Regions from separate parts of the Danio rerio genome. Here regions 1 and 3 are each linked to region 2. Evidence: chromatin contacts called from public Hi-C data. All regions are on one chromosome and are shown on one strand. The core of a region is the stretch at or near the end of the contact, and the rest is flanking DNA. Distances in the headings are between cores, read along the strand shown.

Region 1 (4,506 bases), core at 616-3,115, 170 kb before region 2:
TATGAGGAACAGTAACGATGCTGGTCTTATCAAACACTGCTAAAAATAGTTTCCCAGCAGAAAGAGGATGTCAGATTCACGTTGTACCCAGGGGCGGATTTAGTGATTTGGGGGCCCAAAGCAACTCCAGCCATGGGCCCCCAAGTCCTGAAATGCACCCTTCTACTTTTATTTAATTTTTTTATATATATTTCAGTTTTTTTTTTAATATCTCTCAATCTTTTCTACGTTTCATCCAAATGTAAGCTTTACAATTTAAATAATCAGATGTCTTAAAATTAATTTACAACTAAAAATAATAATACATCTTTTATAAATTTTACTGCTGGACTGTTCCATGATTGAGGGTGGTGGATATTTTTTCATATTATTACATAACATTACGTTATTACAACAATATTATATTTTATTGTAAATTAAACTATTTTTAATTACGTAAAAAATTATTTGTTTGACTCTCACTATACAAAATATAATTAAAAAATTATGTTTATTGGTATAATTTATACTTCTAGATATTTATTGGGGGCCTCCTAAGCGGTCGCTTACTTTCCTTATTGGTTAAATCCGTCCCTAGTTGTACATCAAAGTTGTGGGACGTTGTATTGTATTTAGAAATGAAAATCGGTTTGACATCAGGCCAACATTAATGTCCTACGCCGAACAGATGTTGTATTTTAGGTTACTTTCCAATGCTACCTAAAAAAATCAACGTCTAATGATGTTACAGCTTGACGTTACGTGGACTTTACTGATATAGCATCTATCAGACGATTTTGCTGCCATACTTGACAAATAAATGTCAGTATTTGACGTTAAAATGACGTTGGTTTAACATGTTGACTTTTGTTGTTGACATGTTGACTTTTCATGTTGGATTTTGGTTACTTTCCAACACAACATAAAATTGACTAAATATCAATGTTTAATGATGTTACAACTTGACGTTGTGTGGACGTTACTAATATAACATCTATCAGACATTATATTTTGGTTGCTATACCTGATGAATAAATTTGATGTCAATATGACGTTGGATTAAGATGTTGGCTCATTGTTGGTTTTGGTCACTAAAAACAGCTCGTTGTTGGATTTTGGTTACTAAAAACAGCTCGTTGTTGGATTTTGGTCACTATAAACAGCTCATTGTTGGATTTTGGTCACTAAAAACAGCTCGTTGTTGGATTTTGGTCACACATAACAACCTAAAATCAAACAAATATCAATGTCATTTCACAAAATTACTGAAAGTCAAAATAACATCGTTCTTAGACGCTGGCGACGTAAATCTGATCTAATGTTAACGTCATATGACATTGTGTGTCTGCTGTGTTTGTTCTATATTCTCTGGTCTGCATTATCACCTTTATTTTATAGTTATATTTAAACTATCCAGTCCAACATCAAGTATCTAACACAAAACAACAGGTTTATTTAAAATGTCAAATTCCTATAAATAACTATGTGAGAAAAAGGTTTTTCTAGTTGAAAAGGGTGTGAAACAAAAACATCATCTCAAGATCTGAACTGAAGACAAGTATATGGGCGTTTTAGCATGTTTTTGGCACTTTTAGCGCAAGTCTGGACGTTAATTTGCATAAAGTTTTGTTTAAGGCGCTTAAGTTGTGAGCAATTACAAGAACACGGTGACGTGAGGACTGCAGTAGTTTCACTTCCTTTCACGAGAAAACGTTTGGTAAGAACAAAAGTTCCTTTTTGTGGACAGCTGTGTCTTACATCGACAGCATCAGCATTTATTTTATTTTTTTCATTCTAAAAAAGATCTCTTTATAATAACAAATTCATACCAGGAATTACCGCCTCTTTTGTGCTAGCCACAATGTCACATGACAACTAACGCACGCTAATATTGTATAAGAAAGAGTGTGTGCTAACTATAGGCCTACTCTGCAGTTTGTATGTGATGTCAAAGGTAGAAAATATTCTTTACAATGCTTGTAAAACAATCTGATAACCAGAAACGTTTGATTAGGGTTTTAAAAAAGTCTTTATGTGGGATTTTTAAGTCTCTGTTAAAGTAAAATGAAAATGTTTAGGTGTATCAATATTTAAGGTCTTTGTAGGAGCCTTACCACTGTATCTAGCACGTTTGTGTCACCCAGACTCATAGCCAGGGGGTGTTCGAGTGGTTCGAAAGACCCACCCCCCAATGACAAAGTGCAGAATTTGGCCTCTATAGACCATTTCAATGTGCTGATGTCATTGACCCATGAGAATTTCCTTCTTGTTGTCAAACTGTTCGATAACTGTAACAATAGGCAATTCAATCATAAGCTGACGTTATTACAGGATTATTTATCATGATTTTTACTTTTTTAGATTCTCTGAAGCTATTGAAATTAAAAATGTAAAACAGGAAATACATTTGGACCATTGTTGTTTACATCCCTCAAAATAGTCTATTTAAGTTCATTTGTCCCATTTTTGACAGTATGCATCATAAATTGTGAAAATAACCGATAAAAGAAGGCTGTAAGACAAATAAAATTTGTAATTATTAAATTTTACAAATTCTGACTGAAGAAATGAGCCAATCAGTTTGTTATTTATCTACAGGCTACAGTTTTTAAGTTGTATGTATGTATATTGTATGTTTTTAATAAGTTTTAACAGAATCATAATTGTATTTTTTTAATGATGCATGATAACAAATTTGCATTTTAAAAATAAGTATTTTTTTCATCTCCCTTTATTCTACATTTTTAATAAAAAATTCTAATCTCATACCATTATCTATAAAGTTGTAATAACTTACAGTTTAAATGCACATTTCTAAATAAACACTTTGTGGTGAAATAGTATGGTAAACTCAAGATCAAAAAGTCTGGTTATGATCACCATCGGAGAAGCTAATGCAGCAAAGATTGCATAAAATGTCACTACTATGCAGTATTTAAACCTCATAATTTAAAAGAAATTAAGGAGGATAACTGCACAAAGCTCCACTTATTACTGAGAAAAAAGAACCACCTCTTTCAATAGAGGCTGTACCCCCAGAGCAGGTCATACTCAAATGCCAATAAAGCAAATAGTTCACACAAAAATAAATTCTATCATCATCACCCTTCACTTCAGCCTGCACAAAATAAGATATACCTATAGGTAACCAAAGTCCCCATTAACTTTTTGGTTAACACCATTTTTCCAAACATACTTAGTTGAGCTGAGAAAATCTCATAAGACTTAAGTGTGACTAAATCTTAAGATTCTTTTACATCCCTTTCAGTTCAGTTTGCATGTAAGCTTTTTAAATCACTTACCGTTTATAAAATGCTAAATAAAAGAGAAATTGTTCACATCTACCACTTGATGGCAGTGTTTATCCACCACTGGGTCTTGTTCACCTACCTTGACTAATTCTGTTCGCCTGCCTCTGAGGTTGACCTGTGCGATTTACATATCTGCATAAACCACCTCACCAGCTCTTAAAAAATAGTCATCATCCTCATTTTCCTATTATTCTGAGGTCTATGATTATTAGTGCAGCAGAACTGACCTTAAATCGGCTTCTTCAGGAAATAAAAATATCTCTCTTGCCGAAGGTTACAACACTGTGAGGCAAAGTTAGCCAGGTCTTGTTTTTGATTGACAGCTTCCTAACAAGGACAGCTTAAAGCGGCGGAGTTACGCCCTGAAGCCCCTCTCCTCTCCCATGCTGCACCAGAGGGCAGGGGGCTGTGTGTGTGATGTGTTTGTCTTTATCATCTTCCACCTGCACACACACAGTCACAGAGGGGTATAAATGACATTACGGGTGTCAACGTTCGCTGTGTCTCATCAGGGTGGATAATGATAAAGAGCCATTAAAACACCTTCCTCTGTCCTCTGACTATGAAACAGCCATGCTCCCATACAAAAATGAATTAAACAAAAACGTGTCATTGTATATCGAGACTTGTCTGAACATTTAATGCTCGTACATTATATTTCATACTCACAAATATCAGCTGTACTATCTGCTTAAGGAAATTGTGGCTGTGGACTGGAGAGATCACTGGCTTTTGTGCATATGCGTGGCTTTATTCTGTTACATAGTTGATTGTGTTCATATTTAGGCCACTAAGTCATGTTTAAAATCAAACAGCCCACAGAAAATAAGTTATACAGTATGGGTGATACAAATATTTGAGTAACTAATAGCTTACTATATTTTTCAAGTAGCTAGCCCAACACAGTGGCTTTAAAAAGCCTGCATAACTATAGTTACAATTAAATTAGGCTACGGAAAAGGGAATACTGACATAATTGCAACAATGGCAGATTCGAGAGATACATGAAATGACAAAACTGTTGCATTATGCATATTCGACCTGTAGGTGGTGATACTACACGTCTGTGTAGCCTACATCCGGTCCTCTCATTCATCTTTTTTTTTTAAAGTTCCCCAGGTTCTGCAGGTTGCAATGTCCCGAATTTTGCTTGTCAATCTTAAGCCATTTGTAATGGATTGTTTGGTTCAAATTGGAATTTTCCCAACCACCAGAG
Region 2 (4,824 bases), core at 119-2,618:
TCGGATTCAAGGGCCAGTTTACATTCACAACACTTGAGACACCTTAAATGCCACTGTTTATCAACGGCGAGTAAGTAGTATCTGTCGGAGATTTTACCACCGCAGCCGGCGCACAGCGCAGGCTTCTCTGGGCTCATGGAGGGCATAGTCTTTAAAAAAAAAAAAAAAAAACATAATTGGTGGAGTAAATAAAGGTTTCGGCGTTAATCAAAATACACCACAGTAAATGAGTTTGCCATTATAGATATAGAACTTAAAGTAAATTCAAAAGCATACTAAATGAAACTGTATATTTATTATTTTTATGTTTTTAATAAAATTATGAGTGAGCTTTCTCAATTATCAAACCAAAACTAGATATGATGCATAACTACACATTGCATGTTTTGTTTGTTCTGTGCTTTGATTTCATTTTAATGAGTGCCTAGTCTAAAATATAATTTAAAAAATGTTAACGAAAAATGACTATTTCTTATCACAAAAATTATTATTAAATTTAATACAAGCCTACAGGTTATTAACTGTTAAATATTTTGTCACTTGCTTGGCAAAAACATATTGATCTTATTTTTGTCGTTTTTGGACATCTTACCCCTAAAATAAATATAAGGAATGTTGTGAAACTGCTAAAATAAAATAAAATGTCTGTAGATTTTGGCTCAAATGTGAAATTTAATTTTGGCATATAACTCTCTTCATGCTTTATAGTTACTCTTAGGCATTTCAGATGTTATTGATATCCTCCGTAATTACTTTTTGCATGTTTCCAGAGGCCTGCTAATGTTTTAAAATCGTACAAATGTTTTCGCTACGTTTTTAAAAGTGGGTTACAAACTATGAGGTGTATATAGCGACGGGAGAGTTTGACATTTGCTTTAACGTAAAATGCACGCCAAAACACAAATTCTTACCGTCTCCCGTCCGTTCATCTGGACGGTTTTTGCTAGTCGAGACTCCGATTTAGATCTCCTCTCCATCTCCTCCATGATCCCTTGAATATGATCCCCAGAGATGCCGTGGAAAAGCATGGCTGCTGGACGCAATGTGCAACTGCTTTCTTTCGCCTTGCACCCCACAACTTCCATATACAGCTTTCCGGATCCTTAAAACATCCGAGTGGATCTACACCAACAGATTCACAACAAAATGCAATCAATGTGTTACAAAAATATTAAGCCGGTGGAATTTGATGGACGGCGCAGGAACAGTCAGGAGAACCAGTCCACTTTCTCCAACGTCAGAAAAAAGTATAGTCCGGATGATATAAGGCAAAACTGAAGTCTGGAGGATGTTTTAAACGTGGGTTTTCAGATAGTCCCAATCTCCAACTGAGGATCCGAATGCGTGAAAGTCGGGTTTGGGACTGTGTGTGTTAGAGATCCTGTGTCCTATTTGTGAAGAGAGCAAACGCCTGCCCAGCTTGGGTAATTGGGTAGGAGGAGTCCTCCCTCTCTCCAATGCCACTGATTTCTATTCACCAACAAAGACCTGTCACTCTCTCTTCAAACCGATGGTGATGGGCAACACGAGCTTGGAAAGCACTTGGTATAGACCTTTTACTTCCTTTTTAACTGGTGTTTTGCCACTTTGATTTTTTTTGCAAGGCCTTCTATTTTTTCATGTAGTTTTAAGCTTTTGTAAATGCGTGTAGCTAAAATAAGTGTTTAATTGAGATTGTGAACACTAAAAACACTTGGTGTGGACGTTTAGTTCCTTTCAGAGACGTTGTGACACTTTTTGTTAGGTTTTTATTTTTTCTCATGTAGTTTTAGTGTCTGTAAATGCGTCTAATTAAAATTAATGTTAAATTATTGAGACTGTGAATACTGTACTTCATCTGACCTCTCTTGTAGTTTTGAGTCTTCTTGGAAAAATGTATTTGAAAATTGTCAGAGAGTTGCTTGTTAGTTTATCGCGAGTGTCATTCATAATTAACTCCCAATAGCAGAAAAGAATATTACGTTATATATATATATATATATATATATATATATATATATATATATATATATATATATATATATATATATATATATATAACGTAATATTCTTTTCTGCTATTGGGAGTTTATATATATATATATATATATATATATATATATATATATATATATATATTATATATATATATATATATATATATATATATATATATATATATATATATATATATATATATATATATATATATATATCTTGTACTGCATGAATTCAGGTTAATGTAAAGTATAAAAGACGCTAATCCTTTAAGTACATTGTATGATATATGTACAATTAAAATGGACTAAAGTGGTGGCATAATTTAAAAAGTTGTCAGAATGTTTCATAAAGGTGTGTGTCTGTGTATGATGGTCTTTCTCTTCATGTGTGTTTTCGGGAGAAAGAGAGAAAGGAGCAAGCGAGGGAAGGGGAGCGATGCTGTTGGGAGGAGGAATAAGCAGTTGTTTACATTCTTTGATTTTTCAGATGTCAAACGTCAATTGAATCCCATTGCCACAATTTATTTTTCTGTACGAATATATACGAGGGATGATCGTAAAACTACTTAAGAATAATAAAAAATAAATAATTGATAGCAACCTTAATCCAACTATTCGTTATGGTTACAATATCAAAGGAAGAATAGATTAGGCGACATTCATGCATCTCTTCATTTACACGAAGCTGTTTAATTAGGCCTATATTATGAATAACTGCACAAGCATTGCGTTTTTAAATTTACATAGGCCATGTATAAAATGTGCATATTAGAAAGGGATTTGATTGTTGCAATCATCTTTCTTATTATTTACATATAAAATCTAAATTCTAGTTTAGACAGACAACGCTTCCTTAGGCTATACATTTTCTTCTGTCTGTTCATTACAAATTATTAGTTGTTTTAATTATGCTGAGAATATTTATTCGACTCTCCATGCACGCTCAAACTACATTCATTAACTATTTGACCAATTAGAATACATTTCTAGATAGAGAAATCTAATTTTGAAGATAAAATTAGAAATTACAGCTCTCGGTCGTGCGTGTGTTTGTCTCTGTTAAATGTTTGTCTCTGTTAAATGTATCAAATCAAAAGGAAATATTTATTTGAAGAGTAAACAATATCTGTCAGAGACTATACTATAAATAAGCTTTATGTGAATTAATTTGCTCGAACAGAAATCATGTCAAATTGTGATGATCTCAAATGCATTACATATGCAACATTCTCATAGGTTATACGAATCAGTCTGTGTGTCGTTTGCAATTGCTTTTAAAAATGTTTGCTTCAGAATAAATGTATCATCGAAAAAATCAAGCGCTTTCACTTAAATTTAAATAAGATATCCTTAATTATACTGCTCCACGCGAACATTTTGTATTTCTTACACACAAATACGAATCAACTTATAGTCAATTATACATATTAAAAATTGCTCTCAGCTCTGTTCCAAGATCACCAAATGTATATTTTTCAAACGAAAACATAGATAAAATGAACAGATTAACTCTGATATTCATATTTAGGTATATGCTATTTCCACTATTTCACAATTCAAGATAATACCATTTAAATGAAATACCTTAATATCTAAATATTATGCAAACCGAATCAAGCTCAAATATACATCTTTAATTCGATTTGCAACCTGCGTCGTATTTGATGCGCCCGTAATAACTTTTACCTGGTTCACCTGCCCTATACATAGCTCTACGTATGTGTGTGTAGGCTAAATTGAAGGTCTTTCCTCATCAATTATGCATAAACAATATTTTCCGAAACTCTGCAAAGCATCCAAATATGTTGTTCACCGTGTCAAACAGTATATTCACGCACCAAAGCTATACAAAAAAATGGGGGTTTACCGTGAGCCGCTGAGCGCCGTCCTGAAGCCCCAGCAGTGCCGCGGTGAGAGAGGGATGGATGAGGGTGAGACACGAACGATCCTACCAGCAGATGGGGGCTGTTCCTTGGTTCTCGCGTGAGTGTCAATTACGACAAATCCAGCTCGAGCACTGAATATACATCAACTGTATTATGCACAAGGCCCCTATCGAGACGTGTGGGTAAATGTGGATAGATACATAATTCCTCTGGTAATTTTCTTAATCTTTAATCATTACCTCAAGCAGTTTTCTCAGCTCGAGGCATGTATCACGAGACTTACATCAGATAGATAGATAGATAGATAGATAGATAGATAGATAGATAGATAGATAGATAGATAGATAGATAGATAGATAGATAGATAGATAGATAGATAGATAGATAGATAGATAGATAGATAGAAATAGTTTTCAATAAGAACAAAAGTAGCGAAACATAGGATTTAGTTGTAACAACATTTGTTTAACCAACTGGAATAAGTACCAACCATGATCACTAACCTCCGAAGCGACAGAAGTAGTTGTAACAGTTTTTCCCTGAATTATAATTTCGTTACATCTTTACACTATTTTGAGGTGAGAAAGTATAATTTCACGTCTGGCTTATAATGAGATTTGTGATCATGTTAATGAACGTGAAATGACAGAACTGATATCATCTGAATCAGCATGTTCTCGATTAATTGGATATGCAAGATTCATGTAAGCATTTTGCTTGAAAAAAAAAAATAATACAGAGAAGGTTGTAACACGTTTTAATTCATGTAAAGGTTTGCCTTATACATGTATAGTTGTGAATTCAAATGAATACCAATGAAGGGTGGATGGCATAGATGTTTTAACAAGCTCATTAGATAGAACAAAATCCCGGACAAAATATGAAAACCGATGTCCATGTTTTTAATTAGCGTTAAAAACATCCGATATTGGGGTCGGTTATAACAGCGACATTGTAGA
Region 3 (4,999 bases), core at 1,673-4,172, 210 kb after region 2:
GAATTTAATCGATTTGTGTTGGGATAACATGTAGGAGTTGCATGGAACCCAGGATTTTGTACGGTGTACTATATACAACTGTTTCATATTATTGTTATGGACTGTATTGTCTTTTGTTTTTTTTACAGTGAGCAAATTAAAAATCTATATAATTACAAAAAAAGACAAAAAAAATCATGACTTTACAAATCAAATGTTCCTTCAATTATAGAATTACTTATAAACCTGTAGTTTTAACATATAACTGACTAAATGTGTTGAGAGAACTAAAGGAAATTTAATGATGGCTAACTTTTGTCTTATGTTTTTCTTAAATCATCTACTATACATTTTCAAGCATAAGTATGGATTTGATTAGGCTATCATTACTGTTACTACTTCACACATACTGTATAAGCCAAAGTATAGACCTTTTATTTTAGACTTGGGTCAGTAGAGTGTCAGCGGTGTTGCTTTGGAAGTATTTTGTCTCAGGGATTTTTAAAAAGTCTCTGTTAAGTCATATTAATCCATAAACCACATTAACCAGCTACAAACTAAATCACAACATTACAAAGTTTGATTTGAATCAAAGAAATAAATGTAAATCAGACAAAAGAAGGCACAGCACTGGTACAGAACTTTATTTAGGGAAAGACCTTCATGAGGTATTCATCTAAAGTTATTAATTATATATCTAAAGAAACAAGTTTGTCAAAATGTATGTGTGTATTATATAAGTAATTTATACTTCTAGTATAAATTTATTTTGGACTTTGCTTCCTCAATCAAACATTTGGCTTTAATTACAATGGAATAATTCAGTCTAATTTTCATAGTTTTTGTGTGTTTACTAAGTAAAATAATAATATGCCTGAAACATCTACATTCAGTATTATTTGTAAATTTGAAATTAAACAAATTGTGTTTGCTTCTATGTTCGGGTCAACTCGGTTATAAAAAGGCACAACAATCTTTAAAACACTGATAGAAAAAGCATGCGACTTGCTCCAAGTAATGTCTCTTCCTCTGGTAGGAACATGCAAAAGTCATCGAGCCATGTCATATGTTGTTTTCTCATTAAGTTATACAAAATGTTGTAGATTAATAATATGTCAACTCTGTTATTGTGATATTTCAGTGAATTTCTATCCGCTTTTTAAAAACAATATGATGGAAAAGCATTATATTCAGCCTGATCTCACGAGGAAACGTTACTATTTTATGTTTTGTCAGTTTAGTGGCTAATTCATAGGAAATCATACGAGTTCAGTTGTACGAAAAAGTAGCATTTTAAAAAGGATGCGTGGCACCCAACCCTGCCCCAAAACCCAACCATCATTGGGGATCAGTAAATCAAACTAAATAGTACGAATGAGATCATACACATTCATACTAATTAGCCACTATCAAAAAGTTACGATTTGCCGTGAGATAGTGTTGTTATATCAGCATCATCTTTTTTTCATTAGCATTTTGAACTAAAGGGCAAAAGGATGGAAAACGTCAACACTGTTATTATTATATTTTAAAACAAGTTAAACAACACTTATTAACATAATGAAATGTCCTCTATCACTAATTAAGCCGTTTGCATTAATTTACAATATTTATAAGGGGTTTAGTTTACTGTAAATCATACATTGGTTATATATCATTCCAGTTTAAGAGAAATTAATGTAAAATACTTGAAATGATTAGGTTTTATGACGTAGATTTAGGTTGTAACGTCAAGTGACCAAAAAGATGTTGACATTTGGTTGATTTTTGGTTGTGTTAGAAAGTGACCAAAATCCAACGTCAAGCCAACATCTTAAATCATATTGACGTCAAAAACTGACATTTATTTATCAGGTATGGCAATCAAAATCTAACGTCAGATAAACGTCATAAGGTCCAAACAACGTCAAGCTATAACATCATACGACATTGATATTTGGTTGATTTTTGGTTGGACGTTGGACATTGACGTCGGCCTCACATTGAGTTCTGACGTCAAAACAATTTTCATTTTCAAACACTTGCAAAAACATCCCTACAGCGTCAATCTGACATCATGTTGATGTCTTGTGTCTGCTGGATGTTTAAGGCCATTTCGGTCATCATACAGTAAACATCCATCATCTTGTCATCATTGGCATACATCCAAACATTCTCTGGGTCAGTGCATGTAAAGATTTTGGACATCTTCTTGAACTATTTTAAAGCTTCCAAATAGTTTGCTGCATAAAGCGCTCATGTCTTGAGGTAGTTCATTCTAACGCGATTTACCTTCTATGTGAGCTTTGATTGGACAGGAATCACAGGACTGATTTTTCTAATCCCCATAGACATGAAGAAATAAAGTAGTGACTGCAGGTTGAAGGAAAGTAGTGGAGTAAAAGTATCAGTACTGCTCTAAAATGTACTCAAGGGAAAGTAAAAGTACCCATTCTTAAAACTACTTAGTAAATTGCTAATTTCTGAGAAAAAACTACTCAATTACAGTCACTTGAGTATTTGTAATTTGTTATTTTACACCACTCCTTGGTAGAAAGCTAATTATAACTCAAGAATAGATAATAAATGTTAGTTTTAGAAAGACTAACTTACATAATGACTTTTATCACATGTATCTGCTTGTATGGGTTACAGGTTTGCTTTTCTGTGTGTGTTTCAGTAGAAGGTGTTTGAGATGCAGGCCTGGTGTTGCCATCCTTCGCTCACCTTGTTTTAATAAACACCTCTGCTTGTAGAAAACACAAGAGAGAGGCCAGACTCTCTGAACAGCGGAGTCTGCTTCACAACTCAAGGGGCTACAAAACTGCAAACACAAACACACACACAAACACACACAGCAAATGAATGTGACACAGTTCCGCAGGTGCATCCAAACCCCTTCACTTAAGCCAAAGTGGCTTGCCGGCCAGATTTATGGCCCTGACACAGGAATCCATTAAAGCCTTTTGGAGGATTCAAGGCCTGAACCCCCCGTAATCGCTTTCATTATAGCTGCCGGCTACTAGCGAGTGGGGCAATCAGTGCCCAACATGTGTTCCTGTTTATTCCAATGGCAAAGTGTTCGCTACACGCATCTCTCAGCTATTTTTATGGACAGGGTGGCCGTTAACCCATTCTGCATGCACCGATACCCAAGATTTTCGCCCAAGCTATTACAGCGAGCATTGACCAGTTGATCCGTCCGGTTAGCAACGTAGCGTGACGTTTTCCTCGCGCCTCGGGCTCGGCGGTTTAGTGGCGTGCTTTGATAATGTGGCAAACGGCAGTTTATGGCCTACTTTAGTGAGTGGCGGCGCGTTTGCGTGTGCGTTTGCGTGTCGTGGACGGCTAGTTAATGGTGAACCCTAAAGCCTGGGGCTGCCGCCGCGTGAAGCTGTGCCCAATAATGCTTCAATTCTTTAATTTGCCAATTAAACGTGTTGCACAGGTGTGTTATAAAAGCCAAGGGATTAGCAGACCTGGCACCTTCGTCGGGGACGCGGATTAATGTTGTCGCTTTGTAATGGGGACAAAGTTTTCAAAGTTTTTTTTTATAAATATTCAAGAAATGTGTTGCTTTTTTAGGTTAGCTGTGGTATTAATGTATTAATGTTTCAATCTTTTTTTTTTTTAGTATCAAAACCTGAAGTCATCTCCACACACGCTCTATCCTGACAGTTATAACAATGACGACAATGCTAGCAGGTAAGGGTTTTAAGTGTATTATTAAAGTATAGTAATATTGTTTTGACATTTTTGGATTTGTCAGGGTTTTTTTTAACAGAAGACTCATCAGGGATGCATTAGTTTAGCAAATATACAGTTGAATTCAGAATTATTAACCCTCTTGAATTATTATCCCCAGTTTATTTTTTCACCTAATTTCTTTTTAACAGAGAAAAGATTTCTTCAGCACATTTCTAAACATAATAGTTTAAATAACTCATCTCTAATAACTGATTTATTTTATCTTTTTCATGATGACAGTAAATAGTTTTTGACTAGATATTTTTCAAGACACTTCTATACAGCTTAAAGTGACATTTAAAGGCTTAACTAGGTTAATTAGGTTAACTAGACAGGTTAGGGTAATTAGGCAAGTTATTGTATAATGATGGTTTGTTCTGTAGACTGTTGAAAAGAAAATATGGCTTAAAGGGGCTAATAATTTTGAGCTTGAAATGGCTTTTAAAAAATTAAAAACTACTTTTATTCTAGCCGAAATGAAACAATTAAGACTTTCTCCAAAAGAAAAAATATTATCAGACATACTGTGAAAATTTCCTTGCTCTGTTAAACATCATTTGGGAAATATTTAAAAATGAAAAACATTTAAATGGGGGCTAATAATAATAATTTTAACTGTACTATAATAATATATGGTTCTTGAGCAGCGGATCACCATATTAGAAAGAATTGCAAACAGCATGTTACATTGCAGTGTGGAATAATTCTCTTAAAGTATTCACCTTTAAATCACAGGAGTAAATAAAATATAAATTACCCTATGGGTCAATGGTTTTAGAAATGTATGATTTTTTATGTTTTTTTATTCACTTCATTGAACGTTCAGTTCAATGCATGTTTATTTCTATAACGCTTTTACAATGTAGATTGTGTCAAATCAGCTTATTATAGACGTTCTAGTAAACTGAAACTGTGTCAGTTTTCAGAGTTGAAGTTCAGTTTAGTTCAGTTCAGTGTTGCTTAATTTTCACTGCTGAAAGTCCAAACACTGAAGAGCAAATCCATTGATGCGCAACTCCACAACTCCCAAACCATGCAAGCCAGTCGTGATAGTGGCGAGGAACAAACTTCGCCAATTGATGAAAATTAAGGAAAAACAAAACTCGAGAAAAACCAGGCTCAATTGGACATGACCATTTCTCCTCTGTGCATAGACATCACCTATATGCTTTAAAATCGCTGGTTAACTATGTCTGTATATAATAACTTTTATTTGATCATAATGCAATGATGTGCACTTTTTGTAAAGCTGCTTTGAAACAATAATGAATAAAAAAAAAACTCTGCACAAATA

What was found. A called contact is a pair of places that touch in the nucleus more often than the background predicts.
Region 1: a Hi-C map of embryo shows a contact between it and region 2, with 1.8 times the contacts expected there. The contact joins the enhancer-like site here to the promoter of lhx9 in region 2. A contact is called at or near these places in 4 of 18 Hi-C or Micro-C datasets (caudal fin, embryo and hematopoietic stem cells) and 2 of 4 datasets of contacts at active chromatin or transcription factors (caudal fin and embryo).
Region 3: a contact with region 2 is called in a Hi-C map of embryo, with 2.1 times the contacts expected there. The contact joins the enhancer-like site here to the promoter of lhx9 in region 2. A contact is called at or near these places in 3 of 18 Hi-C or Micro-C datasets (caudal fin and embryo) and 1 of 4 datasets of contacts at active chromatin or transcription factors (embryo).

The regions. Positions count from the first base shown.
Region 1 is chr22:22,909,971-22,914,476 of GRCz12tu, forward strand. No RefSeq gene overlaps it. Among named protein-coding and RNA genes, the nearest start is that of ptprc, 15 kb to the left of the region's middle. Within about 2 kb of position 1,866, at least 9 of the 62 cell types and tissues checked have an H3K27ac peak or open chromatin away from gene starts, as enhancers often do. A contact at or near this core is called in caudal fin, where this site is marked.
Region 2 is chr22:23,081,870-23,086,693 of GRCz12tu, forward strand. lhx9 (LIM homeobox 9) reads right to left here and starts at 1,369. Exons shown (of 5, transcript NM_001017710.2): 1 at 912-1,369; 2 at 1-149. The coding sequence starts at 1,085.
Region 3 is chr22:23,290,474-23,295,472 of GRCz12tu, forward strand. dennd1b (DENN/MADD domain containing 1B) reads left to right here. Exons shown (of 21, transcript XM_073937882.1): 19 at 3,593-3,663. Among named protein-coding and RNA genes, the nearest start is that of crb1, 72 kb to the right of the region's middle. Within about 2 kb of position 2,923, at least 4 of the 62 cell types and tissues checked have an H3K27ac peak or open chromatin away from gene starts, as enhancers often do.